Linked DNA regions of Mus musculus: regions 1, 2, 4 and 5 are each linked to region 3. The links are chromatin contacts, called in public ChIA-PET, Hi-C, HiChIP or PLAC-seq and promoter capture Hi-C maps. All regions are on one chromosome and are shown on one strand. The core of a region is the stretch at or near the end of the contact, and the rest is flanking DNA. Distances in the headings are between cores, read along the strand shown.

What was found. Hi-C and Micro-C count contacts between places; a contact is called where the count stands out from the background. ChIA-PET counts read pairs in DNA pulled down with a chosen protein or histone mark. HiChIP or PLAC-seq counts read pairs in DNA pulled down with a chosen protein or histone mark. Capture Hi-C pulls out chosen DNA fragments and counts their contacts.
Region 1: a contact with region 3 is called in an H3K4me3 HiChIP or PLAC-seq map of the 230-238 cell line, with 13 read pairs. The contact joins the enhancer-like site here to the promoter of Pcca in region 3. A contact is called at or near these places in 1 of 484 Hi-C or Micro-C datasets (nephron progenitors) and 8 of 115 datasets of contacts at active chromatin or transcription factors (the 230-238 cell line, CD8 T cells, the SCID.adh cell line and 4 more).
Region 2: a contact with region 3 is called in a Hi-C map of muscle stem cells, with 2.4 times the contacts expected there. The contact joins the promoter of Clybl here to the promoter of Pcca in region 3. A contact is called at or near these places in 4 of 484 Hi-C or Micro-C datasets (the G1E-ER4 cell line, muscle stem cells, pre-megakaryocyte-erythroid progenitors and 1 more) and 3 of 115 datasets of contacts at active chromatin or transcription factors (embryonic hindbrain, kidney and memory CD8 T cells).
Region 4: a contact with region 3 is called in a promoter capture Hi-C map of adipose tissue. The contact joins the promoter of Tmtc4 here to the promoter of Pcca in region 3. A contact is called at or near these places in 6 of 484 Hi-C or Micro-C datasets (CD4 T cells, the G1E-ER4 cell line, LSK cells and 3 more), 1 of 115 datasets of contacts at active chromatin or transcription factors (extraembryonic endoderm stem cells) and 3 of 9 other capture datasets (adipose tissue, liver and pancreatic islet).
Region 5: an RNA polymerase II ChIA-PET map of memory CD8 T cells shows a contact between it and region 3, with 53 read pairs. The contact joins the promoter of Ggact here to the promoter of Pcca in region 3. A contact is called at or near these places in 4 of 39 promoter capture datasets (hippocampal neurons, liver and neural stem cells), 4 of 484 Hi-C or Micro-C datasets (embryonic stem cells, granulocyte-monocyte progenitors and liver), 2 of 115 datasets of contacts at active chromatin or transcription factors (embryonic stem cells and memory CD8 T cells) and 3 of 9 other capture datasets (adipose tissue, liver and pancreatic islet).

The regions. Positions count from the first base shown.
Region 1 is chr14:122,849,877-122,854,303 of GRCm38.p6, reverse strand. The region is part of intron 21 of Pcca (propionyl-Coenzyme A carboxylase, alpha polypeptide); the gene reads right to left. Among named protein-coding and RNA genes, the nearest start is that of Gm46488, 59 kb to the left of the region's middle. Within about 2 kb of position 1,618, at least 45 of the 459 cell types and tissues checked have an H3K27ac peak or open chromatin away from gene starts, as enhancers often do. A contact at or near this core is called in the 230-238 cell line, CD8 T cells, the SCID.adh cell line and 2 more, where this site is marked.
Region 2 is chr14:122,180,083-122,184,816 of GRCm38.p6, reverse strand. It overlaps Clybl (citrate lyase beta like), which reads right to left and starts at 3,123. Exons shown (of 8, transcript NM_029556.3): 1 at 3,036-3,123. The coding sequence starts at 3,091.
Region 3 is chr14:122,530,959-122,536,065 of GRCm38.p6, reverse strand. It overlaps Pcca (propionyl-Coenzyme A carboxylase, alpha polypeptide), which reads right to left and starts at 1,738. Exons shown (of 24, transcript NM_144844.2): 1 at 1,607-1,738. The coding sequence starts at 1,699.
Region 4 is chr14:122,981,350-122,985,742 of GRCm38.p6, reverse strand. Tmtc4 (transmembrane and tetratricopeptide repeat containing 4) reads left to right here and starts at 2,460. Exons shown (of 18, transcript NM_028651.3): 1 at 2,460-2,571.
Region 5 is chr14:122,910,871-122,916,022 of GRCm38.p6, reverse strand. It overlaps Ggact (gamma-glutamylamine cyclotransferase), which reads left to right and starts at 2,858. Exons shown (of 3, transcript NM_145466.2): 1 at 2,858-2,922. It overlaps 4930594M22Rik (RIKEN cDNA 4930594M22 gene), which reads right to left and starts at 2,993. Exons shown (of 2, transcript NR_155287.1): 1 at 2,731-2,993. It overlaps Gm46488 (a long non-coding RNA gene), which reads left to right and starts at 5,152. Exons shown (of 2, transcript XR_001781477.2): 1 at 5,152.

The DNA.
Region 1 (4,427 bases), core at 369-2,868, 320 kb before region 3:
GATAACTCCCCATCCCCAAAAATCAAACCTCTGGGGTGTGATATCTCCAATCTGGAGGTCCACTCAATTAAAGCAACAGAAGCTACTTCTTTGGGCACTTTACTGATGATTACTAGCTCTGTAAAGTTACATCCTCAGGTCCTTAATTGCTTCTACTGCACAGATAAGTTATCAGCGTTGCTGAGGCTTCTACCTTACTTTCATTCCTTTTCTCATTTGTGAATATTTTCTATTTCAGATAATTTAGGCAACATAACTCATTTGTTTAATATGTTTATATATTTTTCTAGCAGGTTATAGGATGCATGCCTAATGTCTGCCCATTCCAAAAAGACCAGATGATCAACACAGGAGCATGAAGGATTTTCACTCTAAGTTTAGTATCCTAGGTTCAGCATTCTGTGTGTGTGTGCCTGCATGTGCAGTATCCTATATATGTCACCCCAGCCTTAATTTCATGTCACAATTCAGGTCCATATTGCATCCTTCCATGGTAATTTACTGATCACAATCTCAATGGCTTGCAGATGTTGTTCTGTTACATGGAACTCCCCCGGTTCTTTATGAAAACCCTGCTGTCTATGGACTGAATGGAAACACTGTGAGGAGTATACAGTCTTTTGCCACAATAGGCTTTGGTCCCAGTATTTTCCACGTGGAGCCCTCTGAGAAGGCAGTATGCATATGTATACGAGCTTTGCTTCCTACCTCTGCTATTAGCTAACTGAACTTGAGGACAGCAAACCCTAGACTTTCCAGTGATCCCTCAACATCTAGGTGAGAAAAAACGGAGAGGGACAATCAGACTCCCCTCTTGGGAATGACAGAAGGAATGGTTGCAGGGAGAGCATGATCTAAACAGTGGCCATGGACACAACAACATGTATCCATCTGTAATGCCTTCCTAAGGGCTTGGGTGACCAGTCTTTCCTAAAGGTATATCCTGACAGTATGTTTAGAAAATGTGAATGAATTTCTTGCAAATGATATAAACAAAACAATTCCTTAAGAATCCTTAGCATTGTAAGCATAGATGGAAGAGGAGTGCTAACTCTTGTAACTCCTACCATGGGTCATCTCTATGGATTGGCTCCCCCGAAGGCCCTGACCTATGAAGTATTTGAACTTTACTCAGGCAGCCAGTCTGCATGTGGCTGTCAGCTCGGTTCAAATACGGGATAGATCTCAGAAGACCTAACTAGAAATTTAGGAAGTGCCCTGTCTTGTCACGAGTGCTGCCAAAGCAAGTTAGTACAGTAAATACAAGAGATGGCAAGGAGTGCAAGAGTAAAAGATTGCTGTGTGGCCAGTGCTTGAAGTAAAGTGTCTGATGTGGACGGACAGACAGACACACGGCACCAGGCCCCATGACCTTACTGCTGTCGAGAAAGCCATGAGTGGCTGGTGTTTCCCTTCTGAACACACCACACCACTCACTGTCTTTCAGTCCTCACTCCCTCTGCTTCCACTGTGAGACAGGAAAGAGAAAGGGAGGACAGGAGGGGAAGAATGAGGGGAGAATTCAGTGTGAAACTGAAATCACCACAGGCCTGCATTTCTCAGAACAAACCTAGATCTAATCAAAGAATGCATCAGATAGGCAGGAAGGAAACGCAGTGCCACCAAGCCTAAGTAGGCAGAGCGCTGAACACTGGGCCTCTCTGAAGGGCTCCCCACAGAATCACTTGGGAGCTGCCTCAGATGGAAACAGCCCATGTGTGAACAATTTCAGTGGAAGTCATTTCCCACTCCTGTCTGTAAATTTGGAACTATGTAGAGGTCACCAATAGTAAGAGTGGCATCTTAGAAAACTCTACATATGCAGATACACCCACATACAAGAAAGGGCAAGTTCAAACACTTCCAATGAGGTCTTGGTAACCCAGTCAGGTTTTTAATCTCTGAGCACATTGTTTGGAAATTTAGAGTGGCAGTGCAGAAGTTATCACAATGCATCAAGACGGCAGGTACACTAGGTGAGTCTGTCTAAGCCTGGCTTGGTAAATTTAGTTTTTTATTTTGGGAGGCCATAATCCCTATGTATCTAAGCATTTTCCTTAACATGGGTCAGAGAGTCAAGTGTTTCGTGAGAACCTCAGTCGACTCATGTCAAACAGTGTGAATTTGCTACTGACTTAAAATAGGGCCAGAGTTCTTGCCATTTCAGCCTGAGGATCATAAACACAATGGCCACCTGAGACCACAGAGCCGGATATGAGCTACTTATAGTAATACTGAGCCAGGGAACAAGAATAGCAGGAAAACAGCCCATTTTCTTGTGGTGAGGGCCTTTGAAGTAAACTATTTCTTAAACATACTATGAAGTTCAAAACATAAGTCTTTGAAGGCAGGTTATCCTCCTCAGCACAGTGACCACTGCTAATCAATTACTTCCTTTTCCTCTTGGATTTTATTTGTGAAACTGAGACCCATATTGTTGTTCTTTATCTAGGAAACCCACTGACACAAAGTGCTACAGCATTCTTGGACTCATGTCCCAAGATGGAAAAAGCAGCAAGACCTAGCTCAGAGATTCCCTACAGTACAGGAGATGTGCATATCCCCTGCTGTTCTGTCACAGTTTGGCACACCTTCACATCACAGAGCTATGGAAAAAGAAATGAAATAAGGGCCGTGGAGATGCTCAGGGAATAGAATCCTGCTGTCAAGCATGGTGACTTGAGTATGAATTCCCTGGGACATCCACCAAAAAGTTGGTGTTGTAATGCCTATAATTCCAGGGTCAGGGAGGTAGAGGCAGGAGAACCCATGGGACTTGCTGGTTCACTAGTCTAGCCAATCAATACTACCAGGTTCAGTGAGAGAGATCCTGTCTCAAAAAATAAATGAATAAACAGAAGAATGATGGAGGAACACACTGATTTTGACCTCTGGCTTCTGTGAAGGTATGCATCTGCATATGAATATGCACGTAAGTGCACACACACACACACACACACACACACACACACACGCATCCATACACAATGAAAAAGCATATCTTAAATGTCAAACAATCAAGAATATATGTCTTCATTTTTTAAATTAAAAACAAATTATCAGCTGGGATTAATCAGCTGGGTGTGATGTTGCACACCTTTAATCCCAGCTCTTGTGAGGCAGAGGCAGGCAGCTCTCTGAGTTTGAAGCCAGTCTACTCTAAATTGAAGTGAGTTCTACGACAGCCAGGGCTACACAGAAACCCTGCCTTGATAAACAAAACAAAACAAAGCAAAACAAAATTATCTCCAATATTTTCCAATTCATGACTCAGGGCTAAGATTGGTTTCAGCAATCATCTAATACTTCTCAATAAGATGCTGTGGATGGACCAATAACAGTTCAAAAGAAAACTCACAGGCTGACAGCTAATTTCTTCAAATCCATCATTAACTTCACAGTCTTTAGGTGGGAAATACGCAATGAGAACAAAAGTCCCAGTGAGCCAGCTTGTGTGGTTAACAGGTTAGGTATGATGGCAGGCATCACTGAGGCTGGAAGGCAGTCCAACAAAGAGTGTGCTGATGGATAGAGCCAGAGCCTGGACAGCACATGGCTGAAGCCTTTTCAGAGTGGCCAGGAACGGCAGGAAGCTTCTTAAAATCTAGAAATACATCAAAGGCCTGATGCAGATTAAGCTCTCCCCCATCCCCTCTTTTTTTTCCCTGGAAGCTTCACTTTTGTTCCTAATATAGAGACTTAGATGGCGTCTCTTCAGATCATAGAGCAAGTCATGCTTTTAATGATGGACTAAAAATTATAAAAGTCAAAGATGCCTTTTTCACCCCTGCTCTTTTGTTCCCCTTTCGGTGAATTCAAGAAAATATCAGTCTAGGCCAAATTTATCTCTTGCTAACAATGAAGATTATGGAGTAAGCCAAGTGAAATCACAATACAAAGACAAATTTGGATGATTTGGTCACGATTTAATCCCATTATTAGAAACATTAGGTAATACATGCATTATCTTTGGTATAATTCCAAGATATTAGTACAGTAGTTCCCTCATGCCCTGAAAACAGGTCCACAATACCCAGTGGGTCCCTGAAGCTGACAGTGCTAAACCTTGTAAGGACACACACACACACACTTACAAAACATTTAATGATTAAAATTTGCACTTTGAGACATATAGCACCAGAGAATATTCATTTCTACCGCAGATCCCAACGGCCTCCCCTGGTAACTTTGTCTCTCCTTATTTTATTAAGTGAGGAACTTTCTTTTACTTTTCTCTCAAAGGAACCACCTTACAGCTTTTCTCTGGCAACATCACTACTCCTTCATTTTATTCTGAATAATCAAGGTCCCCTGAGCACAGCAACTGCCATGCCTGAGCCAAATCAACCAAATGAATAGCAGCATATGCCATGTAAATGCATAAGACCAAAAAAAAAAAAAAAGTCCCCCCCAGGCAGAAAAGTACA
Region 2 (4,734 bases), core at 1,874-4,373, 350 kb after region 3:
ATGCCCTCTCTAAGCACACCTCCTTACAGAAAGCTGCATGAGTTTAGCAACCTGGATGCTCTCCAAACCCTGGCCTTTTGGATTTTGATGGGAGCTTCCTTGAACAGACAGGACCAATCTTGTGGTTCCTTCTTCTCTGTCTTGTGTCAAATTGACAAAACACTCATCAGCACCGGTGTACTTTAAAGTCACATCGTGAACTTGCTGAGAAGGGCTGAACCCCACAGCCTAGCAGCCCCCAACACTCAAGTCACTCAGGAGAGTCCATTGGTTTAGGGTTGTGTTCCAGGAAACAGGGACAGAAACCAAATAAACATTCTTACTGTATCACAGTATCGAGCACAACACAATTAAGAAATCGGCAAAATAGTTGGGGCATATGTACGATGAATATACTAGATGGCAAATCACCATTTGGAAGGTAGCACAAAAGCCTGACCTCAATGACACACCACCTCCAAGAAGGCCACACCTCCTAATCTTCTCCAAACAGTTCCACTACCCGGGGACCAAACGTTCAACTATATCAGCCTCTGGGGGCCACTCTCATCCAAACCACCACAGCATCATCTAAGGGGATTTCAGGTTCAAACAAATCGAAAACAAGATACCACAGCCGCATACCGGTTAGAATTGTTGAATGTTCTTTAACCAGCAATGACAGACGATGAGTCAGCAGAGTAACACACTCGTTCACAGATAAGACGGTGCAGCTACTGTGACGTCTTCTCATAAAGCTAAGCACAGCCTTCTGAGACAATTCAACAGTCACATTCCTCAGTAATTATGTCTACACACAAACGCATGTGAAGACTTCTGCACAGTCAACAAAAACTGGACGCAGCTAAAATATCCTTCAACAGCGAACTGTCTAAACCAACTGTGGTATAGCTACACAATGGGATACTACTTGGCAATACAAAGAACTGAGCTATTAAGTCATGAGAGACATGAAGGAATTGTATATGCCTATTGTTAAAGAACCCAATCTAAAAAGACTATACACCGTATGGCTCAAATTCTTTGACACTCTAAATGAGATGGATCAGCAATAAAACTATATGTTACGTAGGCCTGACAACCTGACTTTCATCCCTGGAGCCCAGGGTGGAAGAAAATCAACTCCTGAAAATGATCCTCTGACCGCCACACATAAACTGCAGTATGTTCGTGCTAACATTCATACACACACACACACACACACTAAATAAAGTAAATGTAAAAACTAAATCGTCTGTTGGGTAGAGGGTACCTGGAAAGAATGCAGACCAAGAAAAGCACCAATTGTATACAAAAGGGCTTTGAAGAAAGAAAAGGGTGCTGACCTAAGCAACTCTAGGAATAAATGGAGCCCATGAGGCTGGAGGGAGTCTAAGCACTGTCTTCTAGTGGGTGGACATCTTCCCAATGGGTGTGGGCTAATAAATCATATGCTTGCTAGGACTGAACAATTAAGTGCCTGCGTGGTAGACAGCAGGAGCTTCCTTACAGTTGGGCCGGTGCTTTACTGACAAGCCTCAGGAAGAAGTTAGACTGCTCCCTGAGTGATGTGTTAGACCTGGAAGCGTCCTAAGGACTCATGTGTAGCTTGAGAAATAGCTACAGATGGTTCTATGTAGCAACTTTGATAGGTGTGTGTGTTCCCATCTATATTTCTTGGCTCTGTCAAGTGAGTTATGCTCCCTTCCTTGAAAGCGGAGTAATTCATATACATCCAGCATGGCCACAGAGAACTGCATGAATAACATGACAGTCTAGAGCTCAGGGCAAACGCTGGTGGGTCAGAAACAGGGATCAGGATTTCTGGTCTTGAATGGCCCCTGCGTGCTCAGCAATGGTTCAGACACTCTGAAAATAAGCAAGGAGCCTCCAGAAGTAGCCTACTGGTCCCAGACAGCACTTACATCCTCTGGTGGGTTTACTAGGACCACACTAGCACAATTGGCTCACTAAAGCCAAGTACCTGCCCTTGATAGAGATGATGCATGGTATGGGGGGCAGGGTGGTGGTGATAAAAAGGAGTTTACACTAAGCTCCAAGCCTATTAGAAGTGGTGACTGTGTGCGGTCAGGACTGGTCCTTTCACACTTCAGAAACGGAATCTCTGGGCTGGCCCAGGACCCCTCCCTTACCACCACTCAGGTTCCAGGAGTGATTTTCCTCCAGCCAGGGTGCAAGGCCACAGATGAGAAAATGAGGTGCCTAAGACCATATGGGTCCTGTCATGGGTCTGGGGTAAATCATGAAGCACAACACAAAAGATGTAAAAAACGCTAAACTGTGAACTCTGGCTCCATCGCTCCGTGGGACTTTGAGACAGTCTCTGATCCTGTTTCCTCACAATAGGCAAGACACCTTAAAGGAGAACTCAGGACACGTGCAGTTAACAGATAGGCAAGTGTCATGAGGGAGGGTCACTGTTTGTGACAATCTACAGTTCCTTTACCAACTAGTATTGCTATGTAGGCCAGGCTGGCCTCAAACTTGCTATGTAGATTAAGTGTAGCCTTTAACCTGCGTCCTCCTGCCTCCACTCCCCAAGTCATGGAATTCTTTTCAAATATCTACTCCAAAGCTGATGACGTAAGACTTAAAGTCTCTTGTTAAACCAAAGAAAACTTCAAAATATATGCTCTTTTCACCTAAAAAAAATTCAGTGTTTTTCATGAGCAGATTTTGGCAAAAGCTTTTTGGAACCCTCAGTCATTCTTGGTTGGGTAAGTGGGTCCAGAGAACAACATTTGGGAACCACTGTGCTTCACATAGGTGGGGTGAGCGTCTCAGCTACTCCAGAGCGCCCCTAAGTTAGCGCGGTACATGCCAGATGCTGACAGCCCTGCCAACCCAGTAACGTTTGTACCCATTGCCCGGGTCCACGCAAAGCCCTCCCACTGGGAGGCAGCAGCCGCAGCGACCTTGGCAGAGGTCAAGGACCGGAGGCACAGAGGTATCGGGCTAGAGTGCCCATGCAGGCTCCAGAGACCACTCTGGCTACCGCCTTCGCCGCGTGGCGGGGACAGAGAACCTGAACTCACAGCCTGGGCAGCGCCGCCGCTCCACGAACCGTGTTCCGCAGCACGCACAACGCCATCTTCCCGACTGGCCCGCCTACGCCCCGCCCTCGCCCCGCCTAGCTGGATTCGGCCACGCCCGCCCTACCAGGCTTAGCCCGGCCCCCCGCTTGCCACAGCCCAGGCCAGTCCAGCCAGACTCAGCCCCACCTTGCTTCTGCTGGCGAGGCCCCATGCAACGCTTCTCTTTCCAAAACCACGCCCGCCCTCGTTAGCCACTCCAATCCTCTGCGAGCCCTGCGCGGCTCTGCGCGGAGGCTTTGGTGACCCAATGCTCCGCCCGCTTCTGAAACGAGTTAGAGAAACTTGGGTTTTCTCTGGCAGAGAAGATTTAGGTTTCCGAGGGGCTTTTTTGCTGTTTTTATTATCAACGTGCCCCTAACACAGTCGGTGAGCCTGCGATGGTGCATAAGCTAAAAGTGGTCAAAGCAAATGGGCTCTACCTGAAAAGGTGCAGGCTTGGGACCCACACAGGCCCCTTCCCAATGCCTGCGGGTCTCCGGAAACTGAGAGAAGCTGCCATCGGTCGTCTTTCCTAATCCAGTGGTGCCCTACCTAGTGTCTGGTCCTTTCCACTCTCCACCCTCCACCATTCCTCTGTCTTCTACCTCTGCAGTTTTGATTTTGGTGGTCACTACGTTCCGTTTGTTCTGAATTGACACTCAAAGTCGTTGTCGGAAGCTGGATTAAAAAATAGACCCCAGACGGGCGTGGTGGCTCACGCCTTTAATCCCAGCACTTGGGAGGCAGGAGAATTTCTGCGTTCGAAGCCAGCCTGGTCTACAGAGTGAGTTCCAGGACAGCCAGGGCTACACAGAGAAACCCTGTCCCGAAAAACAAAAACAAAAGACCCCAGAAGTCCTTTGTAGCCAGAGTGGCAGCACAGATGCCGAATATCTGCAAGACTGAGTTATCGCTTAGTTTATGATACCAACAGGGCAGACTGTTCAAACCCTCTGTGAGGCCCCCTCACACCCACCCGGACCTCTCCTGCCTGCACCCAGTGAGGACCATCCCACTTTCCTGTCTCCACTGCGGGCCCCAGTCTGTTCCGCCAAAATGGAGCCTGAGACAAAGCAGTATCAGGAACACCCATTCCATCTCTAATTTACACATCTATATCTTGTACTAAGAGACTGAGCAGGCAAGCTTTGTCTGTCTCCAGATACTAGATCACACTCTTTGTCCTGTTACACTTCTCTATGGCCATCCATCCACCAGTAAAAACACAGGTCTGGGGGTTTGAGTTTTTAAAACTTTTGTTGTTGTTGTTGTTGTTGTTGTTGTTTGAGACAGGGTTTCTCTGTATAGCCCTGGCTGTCCTGGAACTCACTGTGTAGACCAGGCTGGCCTTGAACTCAGAAATCTGCCTGCCTCTGCCTCCCAAGTACTTGGATTAAAGGTGTGTGCCACCACCGCCCGGCCTTGAGTTTTTATTTATCAATAAAAGTCACGTAAGGCGTCAGTTACATGCACAAAAGAGTTATTGCAAGTTTTGCACCTGAGGGGGTCAGAGGGATTGAGGGGAGGTAGTGGGGGAAGACGGGTTGGGAGGGTGAAAGACTTCAGGGCAAAGTAGAGCAGGCATAAAACTTCAGGGATCTGAGAACCTCCTGGGCCCAGGTTTAAGTGGCCTAAATGCCTTTTTTAATAATATACTCGG
Region 3 (5,107 bases), core at 489-2,988:
TGTTTGTAAGAAACTATCTAAAAAAAGCACATATCCAATATATAATATCCAACCCTGGTGTGGTGGTGAATACCTATAATGCCAGCATTTGGAAAGTAGAGCAGGGGTTGAGGATTTAGCTCCAAGGCAGAGTACTTGTATAACAAGTACAAGGCCTCAGGCTCAGTCCTCAGCCCTGGGGTGGGGCCAGGAGACCAAAATCTTCCTCCAGTACACAGCAAATTTGAGACCAAGCTAGGCTAAGTGAGGTCCTGTCTCAAGAAAACAAACCCCACAGAAGAAGAAATATAGAAAATGTGACTCCAAAGACCTTACCTTCTCACTGCAGGTAATTTCATAAGAAAATGTGTAAAAGTCTTAGCAAGAGCAAATGAAGATTAAGTGATTACAGGATGATAAAAGTTAAGGAACAAAATCCGTGTGGCATTACAAAGAACAATGAGAGCCAACTTTTCAAGGCTGACACAAGGGAGAACCTTCCAGCTCACACTGCCTAAGTGGGCCTGTTTGCATTTCCTTAAAAAGAGTAAAAGGCTGAGCACAGCAGTACACTCTACACTCAGGAGTCAAGAGGCAGGGAGATCTCTGTGGCTTTGAGACCAGACTGCTCTACACAGAGTGTTCCAGAATAGCCAGGGCTACACAGAGAAACATGTTTCTCAAAAAAATAAATAAATAAAAAATAAAAAAAAATTTTTTAAAAGAGGCAGATCATATCAACTCAAATTTCAATGACCATAAACCAAACGCTGTAGAAAATAAATTTTTAACTTTTTCTACTGAGAGATAGGGAAGGATTTGAGCCTGGCCTTAAACTCACAATCCTCAGCCTTTCCAATGCTGTGATTACAGGTGCACACAGCACTACACATGATTGCACGGCAGGGAAGATTAGCAGGCACACTCAACCAGCTTTCAAGGGGTTTTCAGGGGTCATTCATTTTTAAGAAATCTGCTCAAGTGAATTAGTAAGTGTACTTTAAAAGTTGGGGAAGTCAATGCTGGCAAGGCATTCAATATATCCCATATGGAAGGAGAAAGGAGGTTAACACGAATTCCCAATCTGTGAGTCAAAATGTCACCATGACATCCAGGGTGAACCACAGTTTCTAATCAGGCTAAGCAGTTCTTAGGAAGAAAAATAAATTCAGACGGTGCATTTCTCACGCGTTACAATGGTGTCATACAGTTTAAGCAGGATTTCAAGTCACACGTGTGCTCTGTTAACAATCTTGACTTAGCACAGTATTTTCAAACTCACAGCCTTAACTATTCAAACAGCAATTCATGATGCCCCTTCAAAGTCGTTGCAAAGACAGCAAAAGAACATGTGGACTCTTAACAAGGGCTCTCTAGAAAGCTGCAGGAGAAACCAGCACCGCGAGACTCTGGGATGCAAGCCCGAAGGCCATCCCGAAGGAGTGCAGGTAAAGCTCGGACCACTTAAGCCTGTCCCTCGGATATGCGCGTTCAAGAGATGCCCAGTGGCAGGACAGAGTGTGAGTGCAGCCTGGTCAGGGCCCGGGCCTGGGGCAGCCGGGATGAACCGCGGGTGTCGCCTGGGAACCCGGAGCAAGCAGGCCCACGCGAGCCCGGTTCTGCTCACCTTCAGCGTCCCCAGCAATTGCTGCTGCGAGGACCGCCGCCAATGCCGCCTGGCCGCCAACAGCGCCACGGTCCTGACCCACTGCCCCGCCATCGTCCACCCCGCAGACTTGCCGGCTGCTGACCTCTCACCCTCGTCAAGGGGCGGGGAAGGGGAGTGCCCGCGGGACGGCCAATCAGGAGCCTTGAGCTCTAAGCTCCGCCCCCTGGCGAGTAGGCTTGGGAGGGAGCTGGTCCGACTGCGGCGCAGAGCCGGTCGCCTAGGGCTTACGCATATGGGATGAGAACCGCACTAGGACCCGGAGGGAGCCGACCAAGGCGCTCCAGCAGCCAGTCCAACTCCCCTACTGCTGAAAAAGCTGACTGGAGCCTGCTTTTGGCTTCCAAAGAACCAACGTTGGCCAATCGGGTGCATCCATGCTCCTTTTAATTTCTCGGTGGATATTTTAAAGTAGATCTCACCAATAACCATCTCTGTATCAGGACTGGTGCTCACTTACTTCGCCTGTCCTACAGAATTAACTTAAAACAGTCAGGAAGCCAGGCTGCAACATGTAGAGGTCTAGCCAAAAAGACAATTCGCAACATTTGCGATTGGCTGAGAAACTGAAAGTTCTTACCAAAGTAGGAACATAAGTAGCAAAAATTACCTGTTTCACCAGCGCCAGAGGCATTTTCCTAGTCAGGAAACCCAGTTTCCCTTCTCTTTCCCTCTTGCTACTTTCATCACCATCTTTGTATTTAGTTTGTAGTTTTAAAGTCCTGTTTTTACTGCAAAGATTCCTTCAGTGAAAGGGGCCTGTAATAGAAACTACTTGGCTCTATAAAGGGACTTAATCACGGAGCCTGAGGACCTAAGTCTGATTTCTAGGACCTAAATCAGAGGAAAGCACTAAGTTCCACAAGTTATTCTCTGACCTCCATATGCATGTCATGTACACACACATGTACACACATACATATACACACAAATAATTTTTCCATCTGAGAAGTACAAGTAAATACATTGAAGAAAAATTATAATATCCAATTGTAATTTTTATTTATGTATACTTTTGTGTATAAGTGCCTGCATGACTATATGTGTACCATATGTGTGCCTGGTGCCTGCAGAGGTCAAAGGGCATCAGATTCTTAGAACTGGAGTTACATCAGTTGTGAGCCACCACGTAGGTACTGGGAATCAGTGGTTTGGTTTTTTTTTTGTTTTGTTTTGTTTTGTTTTGTTTTTAAGATTTATTTATTTATTATATGTAAGTACACTGTAGCTGTCTTCAGACACACCAGAGGAGGGCGTCAGATCTTGTTACGGATGGTTGTGAGCCACCATGTGGTTGCTGGGACTTGAACACTGGACCTTTGGAAAAGCAGTCGGGTACTCTTACACACTGAGCCATCTCGCCAGCCCCGGAATCAGTGTTTTTAACTGTTGAGCCATTTCTCCAACACTGATAAGATCCCTGTAAGCAGCCCATGAAATGCCTGTCTTGCTCTCAACTTTGTCCCTGAAGAGCAACCATAGGAGATTCTTGGAGCTTTATGTCAAAGAGACTCTCTCATTCTGGTAATAACTTACTAGATAAGAATATTAATCCGATTATGGCAATTTTCAAAGTTCTCAGATATGGTTGAAAGCTCCAACCCCACCCTCACAATTCTGTCCACAATTATTTTCATGGAAGCAAAGGGGAAATTTTTAATTACCACTGTCCTTAAGACTGATATAACTAGCTAGTCCGTTTAATTATAATCTACGAGAACAAGCAACATTGTAACCACTATTGTTCGGAAAGCTACTTCTAAGGATAAACTTAACTCTTTGTGTCCCAAAAGACTAAACGGCTACAAAGTCTAATTTTTGCTTCAGATAATGGGAATAGATAAAATACTATGTAGCGAATACTCCAGAGGGAGCTCTGAATGGTTCAAACCTTAGACTCTGTAAGCTAACACTTGCCTTAGGCTCTACAGCAGATAAGATTGATTGATGAAAGTGAAGACCCAGCCAGCAGAACAGGGACAGATCTAAGCTGCTCGAGTCCACAGCTGTGTAACCCACTATGCTAAAGCCCTCTATATGCATGGCTTCAAATGTGGCTTTTACTTTTTTAAGAACTTACTTATTTTTATTTTAGGTATATGAATATTTTGCCTACATGTGTTATCTATGATGTGTATATAGAGGCCCATGGAGGCCAGAAGAGGGTGTCAGATCCTCTGGAACTGGGGTTACTGATAGTTGTTAGCATGTGGGTACTAGGAATTGAACCTGGGTTCTCTGGCAGAACAGCCAGTGCTTTTAACCACGGAACCACTATTCCAGCCCCAGTGTTGTCTCTTGAAGGCCTGCTCTTTTCTGAAGGGAAAAAAGAGAGGGAATGTATCTGGGGAAAAGGAGACGTCAACGGAGCTAGGAAGACTGGACAGAGGGGAAACTGTAATCAGAATGTCTTCTATGAGAGAAGAATCTATTTTCAATTTTAAAAAATTACCAATTTAGCTGGGCATGGTTGAGCACACATGTAATCCCAATTCTTTGGAGACAGGAATGGGAGAATCCTCACTTCCATGTAAGGATGATAAACTCAATAATAATAACTAATAATAGGAATTCATCTTAACACCGTTTCCATCCCCAGTTGATATATCTATAGTATAACTCTTGTACATACAGCCCAAGGAGCATCAAAAAAGAGGAGCCAGAAAGACACTAAAAGCAGGAGAGGACCAGAAAATTTTCTTTGAGATTGTATCTCCTAGAAATAACAGAAAGGCTTAGCTCATCATACCTCAACAATATGGCTGCCTAAAAAAAGACCTGAACAAGACGAATGCCAATAGACATGCTAACATAAAAAGACAAAGAATTATAGGAAATTAAGGAATGCTGGGAGTAGGAGAAACATTTTTCTCTAGAGATGAGCATCCTATTAAATTACACACTACCAACTGGACAGCCCTAAAACCATATACATACAAGTAATACTAAATGGACTGAGCAGATTGTATTTATATATTTATGTATGTGGACACACACATACACACATACAAATTAAAGAAAAAAACAAAGTTGAGATGGAGTGAGGGAAGGGGATATGGGAGGGATTAAAGGGAGAAAGAGAAGGGAAAATGATGCTATTATATTATATCATATACTATAATAATCTTATATTTTTATACATTTTAATGTTTTATGCTTATACATATTAAATAAATTATGGTGTATTTTCTAACATTTAATAAAAATAATTTGTATAATATATTATGTATAACTTATATTTATATTACATGTATAATACATGGACATATAAACTATATTATATTAACATAAAATAATGTAAATGTTTAATAAATCATAATAAATATATATAAAATATGCCGGGCGTGGTGGCGCACGCCTTTAATCCCAGCACTCAGGAGGCAGAGGCAGGCAGATTTGTGAGTTCGAGGCCAGCCTGATCTACAAAGTGAGTTCCAGGACAGCCAGGGCTATACAGAGAAA
Region 4 (4,393 bases), core at 1,211-3,710, 450 kb before region 3:
GTAAAAATTGATGATTTATAAGGCTTTAAAGTATTTTAAATTCTCTATTAAACATTAATTTCAAATCTAATGTTTACTTAACTTGTACATGTAGTAGTGTGGAGGGTATGGCCTATGGGGCTGAAAGGCACTTGGCAATTAGGATGTCTACATAAATTTGTCTTTCAAATATGTTTTGTTTACTCATACAAACATTCATTATAATACCATGCTAATATAATATCACGCTTAGACATATCATGGAGCAGGAGCAGTTGTTTGGGCAGAAACACCATGTACAGGGACGGATTCACAGGGAAATCTTCTCATAGGCTTGATCTTCATCCTCCATGAAGTCCTTCAACTGTGGCAGGCTGGGGATGGCACTGAAGGAGATCCTAGGAGGTCCTTGTGAGCATAGGCCAGGAGCCATCACAGGTAGGCCTGTGTGGGCCCAGTGACACACAGTGCCAGAAGTTCAATGGTCACTGAGGCCAGGGCCATACACAGTCTCAAGTCTTCTTGCTGATGGGAATCCACACTGAGGTTAGAGAAGCCTTGTCTCTGGAGCAGGACAGTTTGATCCTAGAGTAGAGACCACTCCCAATCTTTCAATTTATGTATTACTTCATTAGATGGTAGATTTGTGCTATCAGGGTTCACAGATTGTGACTAGTTGACCAGCATAGGAAGTGTCTACCTTGGGGAGTATTTCATTAGCTTAGTAAAACCTGTCCTGGACTTGACTTGTATTCAAGCTGCCAGGTGGCCAGCCTGGAGCTTGTAATTGTGGCCTGGCTCCTATCAGAGCTGCCTGGTGGCCAGTTTCTTTTTGCTTGTTTGTTTGCTTGCTTTTTTTGTTTGTTTGTTTTTGTTGTTGTTGGTTTTTAGAGATATTGATTTCTCTGTATAGCCCTGGCCGTCCTGGAACTCACTTTGTAAACCAGGCTGGCTTCGAACTCAGAAATCCGCCTGCCTCTTGGTGGGCAATTTCTATCTCACATACATTGCATTATTGCAAGTCGCACAAAATTGTTACTAAGTTACACAATTTCTTTAAACTTATATTCCTAACAATCAGTCAGTTGGTGGAGGAGGCATATAAAGGTAGAGGCACTTATAAATCAGGACCTTGACCATTCATTAGATGCCAGGACTAAAGCCGACTTTGGTTTGTGATACTCTGGCTGTCACAGACCACCAGAAGGAAGGCAGAGAAAGCATGACGGATGTCTTACTATTTGAGATGTGGTGGCATATACAAGGGGAGAAGCTAAGTGGGGAACTAGATAAATAGGTTTGAACTCCGAGAAAGCAAGGAAAAGAAGTGTAAATCTGAAATGTATTGATTGGAGTGTTGGCAGCAGATTAAATCATACAGGGAAATTTGTGGAGTAGGAGAAAAGGATGAGGCTTTTAAAACTCTTAGCGATCATTCAGGGCAGGCAAGCCAGTCAAATAGACTTGGGGGTGGGGTGGGGGAGGGGGACAGGAGAGAGAAAAGGCAATAGGCATAAAGAAGAGGGCATTTTAAGGAGGAGGAAATTGTGAGATGAGGTAGCATTGGGAAGCAAAATGTCCTCTGGCCTTAGTAAGGGCAGAAGACAGCAGAGGTGACTGGCAAATGCAGTTTCCCTGAATGAAAGCCAAATGAATGAAGTTGGAAACAGCTGTGGTTGGGGGTGGAGGTGGGGGTGGGGGAGGGGAGAAGCACTCTGCTTCAGCGATGAAGGGCAGCGAAAGGCAGGGTGACACATAGAGCAGAGGAAAGCTTGGAAGTCACTTGGTGCTGAGGATGCGGACTCCACTCCAAAGAGGGAGACAGATCAGAGACTGATGCTTTGAGGAGGGTCGGAGGTCATTGAGGTTTGAGGTCTGTAAGTCTGGTAGTGGAAAGTACAAAGGTTTTTTCTCTTGAAGGTGGCAGCACAAATAAGTACTAGGAGTGGAAACTGAGTGGGTGACCTTCCCATCAGGAGGGAGGTGTAGCACCTAGTGGTCGTGACTGTATGGCACTGCTCCAAAGGAGGCGCAGTCCTGAGGTTGCACGGCCTTAGGAGGAGGAAGTCACTTCCCGTTTCAAAGGGAGAAAGTGGGGACATTTCTTCAACAACTTCAGACAGAAAGAAGCGTGGAGTTGAGATTTTCTGCAGGGATTCCACAGCCCTCGGCGGAACGTGCGAGACAAGCCAGGAATAGGCTTAGAACGCACGGATCCGCAGGGAACAGCGGCCAGGCCCGGGAACCGCCGCTGCTGCTTCGCGTCCCAGCTGCGCTTTCTCTTCCCAGCAAAGCCTGTCTGCCCCTGCGCCTCCTTCGTGGCGAGCGCTCTGTTCCGACGTCACTCCGACACGGACCAATAAGCGGAAGAGGAGAGCGTGAGTGATGGAAAGGGCAACCGATGGTCCCGCGGCGGGAGGCGGGACTAGACGGGAGCGGGCAGCCGCGAGTGGGAAGCGGCGCGGCGGGGGGCGGGACGCGGCGGGGTGGGAGTGGGAGGGCAGCCCCTCCCCTGGCGGCGGCGGGCTGGGGAGCCGCCGGAGTTTAAGCACGCGGGAGGGGAGATGAGATCGCGGCTCGTGCTCCTTGCAGGTAAAGCGCGGGGCGGCCCGCTGAGGGCCGAGCGCAGCTGCAGGGCGCTCGGAGTTGGGCGCGGGCTCCCGGGCTCTCAGCTGAGCCGCCAGCCCTGCGCTGGGGCCCGGGGGCGGCGCCCGAGCTCTGCACCTCTACTAGAGTTAGCTCCGACACTCGAGCTGCCTCCCGCGGACGCCGCCCCGGGCGGTCTGCGCCTGGGTAGAAGCCGCACCCCGGACAAAGAGCGCGCGGTAAGGGTGCGCGCCCCGAGCTCAAGCTCCGGCACTGCCCTGCTACGGCCGAGGTCGCCGAGCCAGACCCTTGCCTGCTACTGTCTGACCCAGCCGTGCAACAGCTTTGTAACCCGGGAGTCCACCGGGTGCAGCGGCCACCTGGCCGCGGGGTCCCCGCGCCTGGTCGCCAGCTGGCCAAGGCACGGGCGACGGCTGGACACAGCCGGGTAGCTTGGCCGCCCGCCCAGGGTTACACGGAGAGCCACCCAGCAGAGCCAGGAGTGCCAGTTACTCTACGCTCAACTGTGGAGCAAAGCTGGTACCACTGGCCTGGGAGCCTGGAACGGCTGCCAGGAGTTGGGGGAGCCAAGCAGGTGGTGTAGCAACCGCCTCACCTCCTGCGAACTCCACGGGGAGTCTGGGTTGTTGATGTTGTGACTGTGGGCTGTTTGTGTTTTCTTTCTTTTTATAACTACACACAAAAGAAAGGAGGAGTTAGAGGACAGATATCTCCACTGAATCATCCACACTTTGCTCTCTCCCCGTGAACAGATGGATGGGGAGAATTATAGTAAGGATTGACTGGAACCATTTTTGCCCCTTGTACCTGCATCCCCCGAAAGCTGTGCACTATAGGTGGAACTGGGGCAAAGTGAGGTATGCTCGCCCACCTGGGTGGGAAAATGGTTACATGCTAGCAAAGTGGAAACTTTCTGAGGCAGAAATTCTGAATGTGAAACCTCAGATGGGCAGCCACTTCTTGAATTAGGAAGATGGGTCACAACAGGATTCACCTTACTCTGCTTTTGGCCCATCACTACAGAGGATGGCTGGCTCCTTTGCCTCTAGCACAATGTGTGCTAGCTCTCTCTGCATCGTGCCAGATACGGGTGGTCAGAAACTATCACATTATTTAATCTGATTTCTAGAGGCAAGGTTGCCCTCCATCCTGAAGGGCAACTGGCCCTGGATGCATTGCCCTTAATGTAAAGGACAAGAGGCTCTCCATGCCTGTGGAAGAGTCTCCAGTTAGGTGGCTGCAGCCGGTTCCCCGTTTTCCCGGGGTGAATCAATTAGGTTGGGTCACTCTGCCTCATTGCAGCCAGGGCTGCTGTGACCATTGTTATCGGAAGCTTACAGTTCACAGCTCAGTGCCATTTAGCCTCTGGGGAGATATTGTTTGAGGTCTTTTTGACCTTTTGATTATTGACAGATGAATATATTTTAACCCCCTATAAAACCGAGGCTTAATATTAAGAGTTTGAGTATTGGGGATGGAGACTACTGGTTTGTTCCACATTGAACCTCTCTAAGGAGCCAGTTCAGAGAGTTCAGGAGACACCAGAACACAAGCTTTGTTACTGTGACTGTCTCTTCAGACTACTAGTAATAGGTTCAGTGTAGATGGGTCATTGCTGGAACTGGAGCCACTGTGCACATCCTGTTTAGCACCTCCTTACAGTGAGCTACCATCCAGGCTGTGGCTGAGGAGCCATGGCTCCCAGTCAGGGTATAACCTGGAGAAGACCATTAAGACATGTTGCTTAGTCAGAAACAAAGTATTCTTTCCTATACCCTGACAGGGATATGAAGATCTCTGCCACCTT
Region 5 (5,152 bases), core at 1,609-4,108, 380 kb before region 3:
TCTAAGCCTGGTCCAATTCAAGGCCGACCTAGATTTCCTTGGGAGCTTAGCCAGGTCTGTGGGTCTACCCAGCCTGGTTCTTGCCTTCCTGTTCCATCACCCCTACCTGGTGGGGATGAGAAAACAAAGTTTGTCAATGGAGAGAAATGTTTGTCAGGGCTACCTTTGGAAATGTAATTTGCCATACACATCTGCAATAGTGTTTATCCACTTCTGGACTACCCTTTGGTCAGAATCATAACAAAGGCTATGCTAAATACCCTGCCTAGCAAGTGTCATGCCATTGGAGCATTCCCTCACTGTTACACTTGCACCAACTGACTGACATCAGGAAACATGCCATTCCTTTCCCCAACTTGGTCCCATACACAGCACTAAACTTCAAATGATATCACAGACTTCCACTTTTATATATTCTGGTTACCTCCAACTTTAAAATTCTAAATTTCCAACCCGTTTGTGGTAACTTGTGATTGCAGCTCTACAAAGGTAACTCAGTAGCAAACTCTCAGTAACACCACTGTGAGATTAGCCAATCATATCAGAGTGTGAGACTTCTCTCTCAACAATGGGATGAGACTCAGTCATCACCTACGCCTGAAATAATGAATGGGAGCCATCTTGGCCCTAGTGTGCTTAGTAGCTTAGTTTGGTTCTTGGTGCACCCATTTTACAAAAAGAATTGCCTCGTTGAGATACTTGGACTTTGTTAAGGTGAGGGGTTTTGTTTGTTTGTTTTGCTTGTTTTTATGAGATGCTAAGATGATTCTTTGCGTCTACCAAGCTTTCATTAGTAAAATGGGAAATAAAACTTTTCACAGAAGTATGAGGAAGTTTAAGTAATACATAGACATAAGAGCAAAACACATTTTAAAAAATTCTAAAAACATTCTGATAAAGTATGTATGGAGGGCTGGAGAAATGGCTCAGCAGTTAAAAGCTTCCACTGCTCTTCCAGAGGTTCTGAGTTCAATTCCCAGTGACCACATGGTGGCTCACAACCATCTATAATGGGATCTGATACCCTCTCGTGATGCATCTTTAGATAGTGACAGTATACTCATATACACTAGTTAGATAGATAGATAGATAGATAGATAGATAGATAGATAGATAGATAGATAGATAAAAGTAGTTGCATGGTAGAATTTACTTTTCAGCAAACAAGGTGATAAGGTTGGAAGAACTTTGGAACAAGACCATGAATCTCAGGGTCAGCTTTCTTGCTTGTGTGGTGGTTTGAATGAAAATGACCCCCATAGACACAGAGTGGCATTATTGGAGGTGGCCCTTGTTGGAGGATGTGTGTCACAGGGGCTGGGCTTTCAGTATCTCTCTCTCTTCCTGCTGTCTGATTATCTGGATGTACAACTCTCGGCTACCTAACATCATGTCTGCTTTCATGCTGCCATGCTTCTCACCATAACAATAATGGACTAAACTCTAAAATATAAGCCAGCTCCAGTTAGATGGTTCCCTTTATAAGAGTTGCTGTGGTCATGGTGTCTCTTCACAGCGATAGAAACCCTAACTAAGATATCATAAGTCATTTTTAAAGGTTCAGTGACTATCAAAGACAGATGAATCTGATTTTACCATATTTACCTGGAACCTGGGATTAGTTGCTTATTTACTTTGTGCCCCAGTTGCTTCCAGTAAATACAATGGGACCACTACTGGTTTTATTGATTTCTCCACTGTAAAATGAGATTGTGGTAAAGGAGTAACTTCAAGCATACTTAGACCCTTAACCTTCTTCTTCAACGATTTAGTTTTGTAAATTAGCTTGCCGCATTATGAGTGGCTCTGAGACTTTCGTAGTACTGCTTTGTTCTTCTCTCCATGCCTCCTTCCCTCATCCCTGCCCATCTTTGATGTCATGTGTAATCCTATTACTCCCTGTTTCTCCCCTTCCCAGGCCCTCCTTTAAGACCCCATTTTCCTTCTCATGGTCCTCTTTCTATAAAATTGGTGGTTTATAAATGTGATGATTGTTCAGGGTTCTTGTAGACTTGGACATCTATTTAAAATACAACCACTTCAGCATCATTTGATGCTACGTGAAAACCAAGAATATAACACGATTTCAAGTACTCCACATACACAAAGTCAAAGGGATGGGAAATGATGAAAGGAAAAGCAGTAGTCATATAGTTAATTTGGGTCTCGATGAGGAGACAATGGGTCTCTAGTCTCACCATCTCTGTGACGTTGCTTTCACATCCCGATAGGGACATATAGAACTCTCCAGCATCACGCCTGCCTGCATTCTGCCATAGGAACATCCTTCCATGATAAAGATCTCTAGAGAAAAAATTGCCCTCAGCTTTTGGTTCTCATACATCTTATGTCCTAAGGGTAGGATGTAGGGGAAAGCTAGTTCTTCCATTAGCTCCTAAACAAGTTTTATTTTAAAAAGAGTTGGTAAGTAGGCAGAATTGCTACAGTTACCTGTATCCCGTAGGGATATGTACGAGCAGATGCGATGCCTTAATTGTCCTGTGGAGCCTTCCTCAGATCTGAGTTTAGCATCACCTCAGTGTCTATGTGAAGGGGTGAGTCTCTCTGAAGTAGTGAATCTTAGGCGTGTTTGGGTCTAACGTGGAGTCAAAGCATGTGTGATGTAGAGCTGAACCTGGTGGGAGCAGTCGAGCCCGTGTCTGGTGGTGGGAGTGGTGGTGGGGAGCTTGCTTGCTTGCATTTCGGAGGAATGTGGCTTCGGGTTCTTACCTGCGCGGTTCCGGCACATGGGGAGTGGCGTGCGCGCTGCCAGGTGCGCTCCGTGGCGCTGCCGGGGCGGGCGGAGCGGCGAGAGACCAGCAGGAGCGCCGCCCGGGGCGGTTTGGTTGCGACACCCGCCCAGCTGGGCATTTCCGCTCCGTGGTCCGGGCGCGCTCCTCGTGATTCCCCCGACCGCTGCAGGTGAGGCGCCGAGGCGGGCTGGGACTGGGAGCCTGGGGGCGGCTTAGGGACTCTGTCACCAGCCAGCGAATGTCCGCTAGCGTCCCGGCGTATGGGTCTGCCTGGCGGAACGCGCTGGGCGGAGCGCGCATTTGACCCCCCACCCCCACCCCGGAAAGCTGCCCGGGCGGCCCGTGCTGTGACTGCTACCGGAGCGGAGCTGATGCTTGCTCTCGCGGGACAGACAGCTCCAACAGGTAGCTTAAGATCCTAAGGGAATGTGGCTAGCGGTTTTCAAAAGAAATGTTTTTTTAATTTTACTTTAGGAGTCACTTATGTGTGAAGAGTCCAAAACCTGAAAAAGAATCCTAAACCAACTTCTGTTGGTCCGTTTCACATCTGGATTTCCTTTGGAACCAGTAGTAAAACGCCTGGAACTTTGGCGATCCATCCCTTTGATTCTATCCGTGGTTATTATTGCTGTTTAACTCTAATCAACGAGTTATAACGTTACAGCCTCGCTTAAAACCCATTTGAGGTGTGCGTGTATTTTAACTTAGCTTAACTCCAAGCTCATTTATTTATGTTAAAAGATTTCTTCTAATTGAAGTCTTTCTCCTGGTCTGTTTCCTGTAACTGAAGTGCTTGCTAAGTGAGGAACTCTGCAGTTTGGCCTCATTTTCCTGAACCTTCTCTGAGAAGTCCCTGAGTAAGCAGGCCAGACTTCAACAATAGAGGGCATTTTTCTCTAAAAGCTAGTTTGCAAAGTTAATTGGTGGATTTTTTTTTTTTTTGTACTGAACCTTTTATTTAAACTAGTGAACTTACAAACCATGTCCTTAGCATGCAAAAGGCCCAAGATTGGCTCTCCAGCACTGGAAAATAAGCAGACCAAGTTGGGATTAGGAATGTGGCTCAGTGGTAGAATTCACCCTTCTGTGTGAAGTGGTGAGCTGGACTGACGTCTGTCTGTGGTGGTCATTAGTGGATGGCAGTGTGTGGTACAGAACCAAAACCAAAACCAAAACCCTGCAAAGGTTAATTTTTTTTAAGTACAGGATCAAGCCAGGTGTGGTGGCTTATGTCTGTGATTCCAGCACTCAGAACGCTAAAGCAGACCATCCTGGGATATGCAAGATCTTACATCAAAAAAATATCAAAACCAAAACAAATAAAAGTTTCTTCTTTATCTAGTAAGAACTTTTGAGAGCTCCAGTTCTGTCTGTCAAAGCTTGAAAAGGAGTCATGGGATGACTCTTTATTGGCCTTGGCCAGGGTCTTGTTAGGGGAGAGGACCCTCTGCCCTACAGACTAGTGCTGTCATGTTTGAAGAGGGACATGGTCCATGGGAAGGTAGCAATAGGAAGACGACATCAAATGATCTTAGCAGCCTTCTCTAGAACATTCCCCATCTGAAGCCAGTAAATACTGGAAATTTTATTTGGAGACTCTGAGCTAACAATAACCACCCAGCATCTTGACTAACACTCATCCTTCAGTCAAAGGCTTCCCTGTATTGTCCCACCCCTATAGCCATGGGTATCTATCTCCCCTCTTTGTCCTAGTGGTATGCTTGCTGGGCATCTGTTTCACCTGTTTCAATGCCACATTATTTGGTAATTTTTATGTGCTATTGACTCTTTGCTGGACTTCAGACTCCAGCTAGATAAGAACTACCCTATGTTGTTCATTCCTGTTGACCCTAGTGCCTTCTACATAGCCACAGAGTAGGAAAAAGTAACATTTTGAGATAGGCTTAGTGAGAGTTGAAGAGGAACCAACCAGACATTGTGCATTTGTTCAAATAATTACATCTGCTTTATAAGAATAGAAAATGGTTTGTCCACATTTCTAGGGTATACTTGACAGAGAATACCCAGCCACTGCCAGTATGACAATGTGTCCTGAACATCAGCTTCCTAAGGCAAGAAGCTAGTAGATGTGCTGGGTGTGCCACTCTCTGGTTGGCTGTGACATACTGTTGGATATATTGGCTTCCAGAAGCTGAGTTGTCTGCCATCCCTTACTAGAATCTCTGGTCACTTTCCCCGTATGCTAACTGGCAAATGTCTCAAGCAAATTCTGAACTCCAGTGGCCCTAGTGTCAGTACATAGGTTGAGCATTCCTAATACAGAAATTTGTTATGCTCTGAAATCCAAAACTTTCCTAAGTGACAAAAGTGTTGGATTTCACACTGTTTGTATTTCAGGTTTTTATGTTAGAAATGCTTGACATTAACTCTTCAATTAA